3 separate regions of the Mus musculus genome follow, and regions 1 and 2 are each linked to region 3. A link is a contact called in public Hi-C data. All regions are on one chromosome and are shown on one strand. The core of a region is the stretch at or near the end of the contact, and the rest is flanking DNA. Distances in the headings are between cores, read along the strand shown. Region 1 has its middle 71 kb from the start of Gm31650. Region 2 has its middle 90 kb from the start of Gm31650. Region 3 overlaps Myt1l (myelin transcription factor 1-like).

Evidence for each region. A called contact is a pair of places that touch in the nucleus more often than the background predicts.
Region 1: a contact with region 3 is called in a Hi-C map of cerebral cortex, with 4 times the contacts expected there. The contact joins two enhancer-like sites. A contact is called at or near these places in 1 of 484 Hi-C or Micro-C datasets (cerebral cortex) and 4 of 115 datasets of contacts at active chromatin or transcription factors (astrocytes, bone marrow-derived dendritic cells, neural progenitor cells and 1 more).
Region 2: a Hi-C map of the N1E-115 cell line shows a contact between it and region 3, with 3 times the contacts expected there. The contact joins two enhancer-like sites. A contact is called at or near these places in 2 of 484 Hi-C or Micro-C datasets (the N1E-115 cell line and cerebellar granule neurons) and 1 of 115 datasets of contacts at active chromatin or transcription factors (astrocytes).

The regions. Positions count from the first base shown.
Region 1 is chr12:29,367,218-29,369,917 of GRCm38.p6, reverse strand. No RefSeq gene overlaps it. Among named protein-coding and RNA genes, the nearest start is that of Gm31650, 71 kb to the left of the region's middle. Within about 2 kb of position 1,392, at least 113 of the 459 cell types and tissues checked have an H3K27ac peak or open chromatin away from gene starts, as enhancers often do. A contact at or near this core is called in cerebral cortex, neural progenitor cells and stem cell-derived neural progenitor cells, where this site is marked.
Region 2 is chr12:29,347,710-29,350,665 of GRCm38.p6, reverse strand. No RefSeq gene overlaps it. Among named protein-coding and RNA genes, the nearest start is that of Gm31650, 90 kb to the left of the region's middle. Within about 2 kb of position 1,320, at least 14 of the 459 cell types and tissues checked have an H3K27ac peak or open chromatin away from gene starts, as enhancers often do. A contact at or near this core is called in the N1E-115 cell line, where this site is marked.
Region 3 is chr12:29,882,126-29,885,125 of GRCm38.p6, reverse strand. All of the region lies in intron 18 of Myt1l (myelin transcription factor 1-like), which reads right to left. Among named protein-coding and RNA genes, the nearest start is that of Gm46346, 32 kb to the left of the region's middle. Within about 2 kb of position 1,720, at least 80 of the 459 cell types and tissues checked have an H3K27ac peak or open chromatin away from gene starts, as enhancers often do. A contact at or near this core is called in the N1E-115 cell line, cerebral cortex, neural progenitor cells and 1 more, where this site is marked.

The DNA.
Region 1 (2,700 bases), core at 143-2,642, 510 kb after region 3:
TCTGCTGTTGTTGATGGACAGCACTTGGGAACTATCTGTCTTCAGTGTGAGAAGAACTAGCTTGACCAAACAACCACAGTGCCCAGCCCTCTCATCCAGCCCGTTAGCCAGTGTTTCTAAAGAGGAGGAAAATAAGGCCTGGCAAGTCATGATGGCTTTCTAGGCCAAAATTAGGGACAGGGTGGGTGGTCACTGGAACACTGGCACCAGTGAATGCTGCACCCCAAAGTGTAGCCTGGATGAGGATGAGTGAGACTGAGAGCTCACGGCATCCCTGAATTCTGTAGGCAGCACAGGTTGCATTGTCAGGGTAGTTGCTAGGACCTGGTTTGTGAGAAAGGCCATCTTTGTGGCATTGGCTCTGGAAACTCCTTAGGTAAGAGCTGGGGACCTCCCACTCTCATGACTGGACTGGTTATATCTAATCTCACCTTTGCAATAATGAATGCTTGCTTATCCATTGCCCAGGTGGTATGCACAACTGAGAATAGCTCTCAGAAGACCACCCTTTGTTCTGGAAAGAAGGTTCTCTGTGTGTGTCCCCAGGGGTCTGTGAAATTTAAGCTTCTGTCCAAAACATGGGCCTGAGGTTTGACATCAACTTCTAGAAGAACAAGAGATCCCACATAAGCCCGCTCCAGGGTCTGTGTATCATTAGGAGGTGTGGTGAAAGGCAGGGATGCATGCACAAGCAGAGGGGCTGCATCTCAGTGGAGAAGAAAACTTGGAAACGGACAAGGCATGTCCAGACCTTCTACTGAGCCCACCCCCCAGTGTGCACAAAACCTGGCCTGGGGGGATGCAGTGACCCCTCGGCTCTCTAACCAGCTCAGTGAGCTCAGACCTCTGATACAATGGGCAGCAAAGGAGGCTTGCAGCTCCCACAAACCAAGTCTAGACACTTGGTCTCCAGACACTCTGACTGCTGCCTCCAGTCTCCTCTCAGCGCTAGCTTCCTGACACCCCCACCAACACCCCACCCCCACCCTGGCCCGAGCTGTGGCGAGGAAGCTTGCATCCTTTCTTCACGTACCTGAGACCCTCTTCTCCTCCCTTTCTGGTGAGGTGAGAGAATGACCTGAATAAAGACAAAGAGGTAAGGGGTCTTCCCCACACCCACGAGATTGCCTGGGCCCATTTGCTGCATGGATGTCTGACAGCCCAGAGAGATCAGACAGCTGAACGCCCTTGCTGTCCTGGAAGAGGCGGGGAAGCCTCTGCATTGCTGTTCCAGGAATCCGCTCTGGAAAAAAGCCGCTGCCAGCTCTGAGTTCATTAAATGGCTTCTGCCGTATTAATCTTTTGTTTCTGCTTAATGGAGGTTACAGTGAATGGGAGGAGGTGAGTTCCCAGGGCACAGGGCTCAGTGTGGAATCACCATGGGAACGGCAGCTTGATCTCCATTGGGTGACTAGTTCCCGAGGCCCACTCAACATCCTCTTTAAGGGCTCAGAGTGCAGGCTGTACCCTGTTCATCAGTCTGCAGGCCAAAGGGAACAGAAGCAAACAGATCTGCAGGTCACTGGCTACCACGCAGCACTGGCCCCGTTCGTGCCCTTCTTGTCCCGGAGGGCTCTGCTAGTACCAGAGGGAAAACGCTGAGTCAGGAGCTTTCTGGCGAGCAAAGAGCATGTCCGTGGCCCTGCTTTCCCGGCAGACATTTTCTGAGCACGGAGGGCGAATCCAGCTGGCAGAGGAGCCGGGTTAACTAACCAGAGCCTGCAAGCCACAGGACCAGGGCTACATAGGGAGGCAGAGAATCAGAATCAGGGAAGCAGCAATAATCCCTGAGAAATACAACCCAGCAGCCCAAGGCATCCTGGGAACCAGAAGCGACTGAGAGTGGGCACAGTTGCTATGGTTTAACTGATCCTTAAGGACTGATGGGCGCTCGAGTTGTTTAATTCTGTTTTCTTTCCCCAGGTGTTTTCTTTCAGGTTCTTCTTAGAGCCTGAAAGCTGAACCAACAGTGCTGATACAGGAACAGGCAGGACCAAGGCCAGGGACAAGGGGCATGGAACTGAGAGAGAAGCTGGCTTTTCCAACTATAGGGACCCCACCTCTCTCTCTCTCTCTCTCTCTCTCTCTCTCTCTCTCTCTCTCTCTCTCTCTCTCTCTCTCTCTCTCTCTCTCTCTCTCTCTCTCTCTCTCCCTCCCTCCCTCCCTTTCTCCCCTTCTTTCCGTTCTTCTTTCTTTCTCTTCCTTCCTTTTTTTAAATTGGGTATTATTTTTTAATTTGCATTTCAAGTGTTATCCCCTTTCCCAGTTTCCTCTCTGGAAACCCCCTTTCCCATCCTCCCTCCCCCTGCTTCTATGAGGGTGTTCATCCACCCACCCACTCCCACCTCTCCGCCCTGCCATTCCCCTACACTGGGGCAGCGAGCCTTCACAGGACCAAGGACCTCTCCTCCCATTGATGCCAGACAAGGCCATTCTCTGCTACATATGTGACTGGAGCCATGGGTCCCTCCACGTGTACTCCTTGGTTGGTGGTTTAGTCCCTGGGAGCTTTTGGGGGGGGGCGGGTCTGGCTGGTTGATATTGTTGTTCTTCCTATGGGGCTGCAAACCCCTTCAGCTCCTTCAGTCCTTCCCCTAATTCCTCCATCGGGGTCTCCCTGCTCAGTCCAATGGATGGCTGTGAGCATCCGCCTCTGTATTTGTCAGGCTCTGGCAGAGCCTATCAAGAGACAGCTATATC
Region 2 (2,956 bases), core at 71-2,570, 530 kb after region 3:
GGTCTTCTGCAGTTCAAGTCCTGCAACCATCAAGGTCTTGAAGTTTACTTGACTTGCAGTGACTGTCGTCAGATAGAGTTGCTTGTGTTCTTAAACAGAATGAAGCTTTTTCAGTACAAAACAGTGGCAATGGCTGGAGCCATTGCTTAGGGAGTCCTGTGGACAGAAGTGTTGTATATCTGTGGCTTCTATCTCATGGACTCAAGGCCTGAGGCCTCTAGCCAAGAGCCCAGGCTCACAGGCACCCGCTCCAGGAATGGGCAAGGCACATGTGCGGGGTGGCCGAGATAATGAACTCACAGATATTGACAATGACTGACCTGCTTGTCTTCTCCAATCCACAATTAGAACAATTAAAGACAAGTCAAATGACAATAGGTGCCAAACTCCAAGCAAGGACATCACAACAGGCTGTGCCCACCATGAAACCTCCAGTCTTCCTCCACCTGACAGGCCATGGAACTGAGAGAGGTCTGATGAAGAAATCAGGAGGGTATGGTCTTTCTGTCATGCTATTCGAAGTGAATGGAAGACACTGACCACACGCAAGGACCTATGAAGGTGAGCATGAACGTGAGCATTTAGCAGCTGTGGAGTCTGCTGGGCCTATTCTGGGATACAAAGCAGAAATATACTCAGAGAAGGAATATGGCAAACCCTGGCCCATAATGAGGATGTGGGTGCCCTTGACTTCCCACAGTGGGACCCAGAAGTCCTTTATCACCAGTGTGGGGTATGCTCTATGCAGGAGTGTACATAAGACATTCCTTTGTATGAAATAGAACAATTGGTGTCCATAGCTTTCTTCCCATAATCTTATTAGTCCACTTAACACTAAAGTGTAGAAGCAAGCCCAGGGTGAGGCATCATTTATCAGAGTGCCTGGGCTATCAGCAGATGAAGAAAAGAGAGGAGGCCCCTGGGGATGAAGACAAGACAGAAAAGGGAGTGGGGCAGGAGGCGTTTCTTGACTATGAATTAGGACAGGAACTTTTACTTGGGCCAGTTCATTTTGAGGAAGTGAGACCAGCTCACACCTTATCATGTTTACCCCTAAGCTTCCCGGGGACTGCCCTTGCTGGGCACTCCTCCCAAGCCTTCTTTCCCTGGGTGTCTTGATGAACACATTTCTTCCTTTTCACTGCCATTAAGGACAGACCCTGGGAGGAAGGAGAGATAGGATGCCAGCTCTGCCCCGGGATGCTAATGACACCAGCTGCACCATTTCTTGGAATCTTCTTGCAGAGGAGTAATGCTCACTCCTGCCGTCTGGCTGCTTGCAGAAGGGGTCAGCCTGGCTCCTGTCCCAGCCTGCCCAAGCAGAGAAGATAAACTAGCTAACATGAGCAGGCCAGCCACAGGCCCTGCGGCTCCCCAGAGAAGGTCAGGATGGAATGAAAAGCCATTTCTATTCGGTCCCGTGTGGGGCAGCCAGGTAATGCTTCTTTCCATGGGCAAGCGGCCACATAGAGCCTGCATAATGGCAGCACACGATGAAACCCAAGAGCCTGCACACATGTATGAATATGAAGGTTGTGTGTGTGTGCATGTGTGTGTGTGTGTTTCTGAGAGAGAGAGAGAGAGAGAGAGAGAGAGAGAGAGAGAGAGAGAGAGAGAGAGAGAGAGAGAGAGACTGACAGCACCATATGGAAGGAGCCTGAGCACAAGGAGAGTATGAGGTCACTGCAGGAAAGTGTCCTTGGAGTCACATTATCCAGGACCCACTTTGCAACCTGCTCAAGCCTGGCACAGACACAAATAGCCACATGGCAGCCACAGCTGCTGAAGAAGGGAGCGGCTGGCTTACTAGTGGGAGCTGGCTGCCCACTCCTTATCTCAGAATTGCTTGGCTACCTCCTCTGGCCACTGATCCAACTTGGGAGGGACCTGGATGTCTTCGGAGCAGACTAACCACCTAATTCATTTTGCATATGTTCCTTTTGGCTGGTACTGCCACCAACTGGTCCCTAAATCAACCTGGTCTGATGTGGAGGTAGAGTGCACCAAGGTCGCCTGCACATGCTAGCAGTTTGCTGCTTGGGTGACCTGGCTAGCTCTTTATCTAGATAGACAGTGGACTTTGTCAAAGTCACACGTTGTCCCACCCCACCTGCATGGAGCAAGTATCTGGATCTTCAGGTATAATCGTTTGCTGTCAGTGACTTCAGCTTGTCAGGCAGTGGAGGAGACAGTAGGAGAAATCACAGTAATTGGTGCAGTGACTCCAGCATGCCTTAGCTCTCCAAGAGCTTGTTACCTACTTTTAATTAGGGTACTGGAAAGAAGGGCTGATTTTATTCATAAGAAGCCAACAGCCAGCCTTGCAGTAACTATGAAAGGACAGTTGATATCAGGTAGCAGGTAGAACCCCATGGCACTTGGGAAACCAAGGCAGGAGGATGATGAGTTTGAGGCCACAGTGACTCTGTCTCAAAACAATAGGTAGGAGGAAAAGGAGGAAAAAAAGGAAGCAGAGGAAGAGGGTAAAGAGGAGGAGGGGTGGGAGGAAGAGTGGGAAGAGGAGGAGGAGTGGGAGGAGGGTGGGAAGAGGAGGAGGAGTGGAAGGAGGGTGGGAAGAGGGTAGGAAGAAGAGGAGTGGTGGGAGGAAGAGTGGGAAGAGGAAGAGGGGTAGGAGGAGGTAGGAAGAGGGGTGGGAGGAGGGTAGGAAGAGGAAGAAGAAGAGACTAAGAAATGGGAGGCATGAAGAGATGTGAACCAATGGTTCTGGGGTCAACCAAGAAGTACATCGGCTGAAGGAACTGGTAGAAACAGGGCCTATGGCTCAGCAGACCATGTTCTAGACAAGGCAACCACCAGGATTTCAGCATACCATCAGGCTCTCTGCCAATGGTCATCCCTGCTGTTCTTTGACAGTCTTTTAGAGTATGCCTTACACTTTCTGCTATGGCAACAGTTACTGCACAGAGCAGGAAAACATCCACCCAGGCCAAGTTCC
Region 3 (3,000 bases), core at 471-2,970:
TATTTTTCCAGTGGGTTCAGAGGATGACATTAAGCTCTTAATGCTTGCAAAGCAAGCACTTCTACCATAGAGCAATCTCCCAGTCATCTGTATAACTTCTTAAATACACCATCCCAAGAAAAAGCAGATAGCAATGCAAAACCTACTTCTCAAAGCAACCTCATTGCCTTTGTACCACCAGGAAGACAAAACTAAGGGACAGAAGTTGAGGGAAAAAAATACCCTTTCCATTAAATAACAGATTTTGTGATCCAGTGAACAAAATACCATCTGTTATTGAAGAGAAGACCGACCATGCTCTGTGCACTTGTGCAGACCCAGGGAAAGCCTGAACCCAGGTCAAGAACAAAGCCACACACTGAGGACAGTCCGCAGATGCTCCCCAAGGCCTTAGTTTCCCTCTGTTTAGCATGGTTCTGCTTAGCAATGCTGAGGGTGGGCTAGCACGTTAGCTAAGTATAGAGGTGAGACTGGAAGGCTACCCGTGCACAAAAATGAGGCTAGCCCACAAGCCTGGTACACTGTGGCTGGCAGACTAGTCACTCACAGATGTGCTTTCTCCAGACTGGATGACACAGTGCCAAGGAGCAGGTGGGCACACAGGAACTGGACCAGTTTCAAATGTGCGAATGGCAGATTGCCACACTTGGATGCATAAGCAAGTTTCAGGGTTTAGAAATTTTCTAATTTCCCTCTGGCCCCATGAAAGGGAATGTGCATCTCGGTCTCAGGGATAGAGGTCAATATCTTCCACACCACATGTAAGGGTAGAGTTTAATTTATGGCCTGTGTTAGGGGAGGAGCAAAGCCACCTGAATGTCAGGGCAGTGGAGGTGTCTGTGGAGTGCTCAGGTCCACGCAGGAGGAGGTGGACCTTTGAAATAGCCATTGGCTACAGAATAAGGCTGAGATTGTTTGAATGAAACCTACTTGTCAATAACAGCTCTATCCCTGACTGGGGACTGGGTTTGAACAGATTAACTGTGTTAGCCTTCACGTCCTGTGTGATGATAAGGCCTGTCACTCAATAGCTAAGAGAATATTTCCTGAGAAGTGATTCAGTAGGCTTGTTCAGTGGTTGATTTTGCCAATGCTGAGGCACTCACCTGAGAGAAACCATCCTGAGAGATACTGAAAGGAATAACAGTTCTGGTTGGAGGTGTTTCAAGAGACTCTGTGTTTCCTACTCACCAATGACCTACACTCGGCCTTATTTTCTACTGTAGGGAGATTTTAAAGCTCTTCCTAATTTAAAACCTAGTGAAAGTTAATTGAGAGTTTATTCCTTTAACAAGAGTAAGCTCAAATGAAAATGAGGTCTTATATCCAAGAAAGAACAACGATAATTGGCTCCTCCTACCCCCACCTACAAAACCTTTGCAGCAAGTTCTACGTGTTAGGCTGTCCTTTACAAAGGTATAATTTGTCACCTAGTAAGAAAGAGGTTCAAGATGCACTCTTCCTACCACAAAAGAAAAAAATAATTTTCTCACTTTCAGGGTTGTCATTGTTTTGCAGAAGGTTTGCTTTCAGGAACTCGGCCAGGTGAGACCACCTGTTAGCCATGAGGCTGTGGGCCTGCTCACAGCCAGGACGGTAGCTGTGGGGCTAGAGAGCCTCTCTGAGAGGAGCAGAGAAGGGCAGGCCCACTGATTGCTCCTCTCCCCCTGCACTGTTTGAGCTCCTAACTGCTGAAGCGCTTGCTGCCTGCCACTCTCTACCAGCAGGTGGCACCTTTGGGCCGAGAGAGGGAGCTGGGGCTGCTTCACCTGCCCTCCCAGGCATTTATTCCTATCTGACTATTCAAGACTTTAAGGCTTTCTTAAACTCATAGATTTACATATAAAATTTCCCAGCCTTAAGAAATTTCAATATTCAAAACCACAATTTTCTGCAGCCTCAAGTGAGGAGATGAAGATTCCTCTAAAAAAGGGCCCTGCCTCTCAGGCCTCTCCTCCACTCCGGGCCTGGGGGAGGTGTGTGGAATCCACTTTTCCTGTCACGCTGGTAACCATCCCTCTAGGAGCACATCTTCCCAGGAAGGGAGGCCCACGTGGGACAATCAGAGGCAGTCTGTGTGCACAGCTTGGGTTTTTGAAACCACAGAAGAGATGGGCTGGGTTTCCATGGAAACGGCCCTCAGCTCCCTAGGGGGAGGCAATGGCTTGGCTGTCAACACTGAAGTGCTTCTGGCAGGCCAGGGGAGGTTTTAAAGGACACTGTTCGATGGCCCTTCTTGCTTTCCTAACAGCAGCCATGGACAGCAGTAGGGGGGTTATTTTAGGCTTTTATAGTTAAGGATGTAAAGTTTGTTAAACAAAGTGCTTCGCTTTATCGGTATATTTTTTCTCATTACAATGGGAATATGAGTAAGAAAGGAAATGAGGAATAAGTAATCTCATTTCATACTCTCTGCTTCTTAGATTGTGAGACAAAACACCCCGGTCTTCTTGCTATAACCTGGTCTTGTCTTTGTGATAATAAAAGAAAATAATTTTTGGTGGTACATATTGCTCTCTGGCTGTGAACACTGGTCTTGAAGAACCATGACAGAAAAATAATTTTTAAATGTCTTAAATAGTGCTTAACTGGAGAGACATGCAGATTCAGGGGACATCCAGAAGTTCTCAGAGACCATTCTGATCCCAGGGCACAGTCCTCTGCTGCCAGGGAAGCTAACTGCTGCTTACTGGGGTCTGAAACCCCTGGCCACTCTGCCTTCTGTTTTTCTACCTATTTATCATCAAGAAAACACAGAACCTCTTTAAGAACAGCCACTGGCCACACCTACCCAGAGAGTATCAGATATGTCCTCTAACATAGAAAAAAAAATGACTATCAGTATACTGAAATATATAATCTTAAAGTCAGAGAACTCTGATTTAGAAAAAGATGGGACAGTAGCCAGCACACCTCAATTGTGATAGGAATTTGTCCTCAATGGGACTCAAGCCCCATTACACAGCCCCATGTGGTACCCTTTTTATAGAACCATAACCT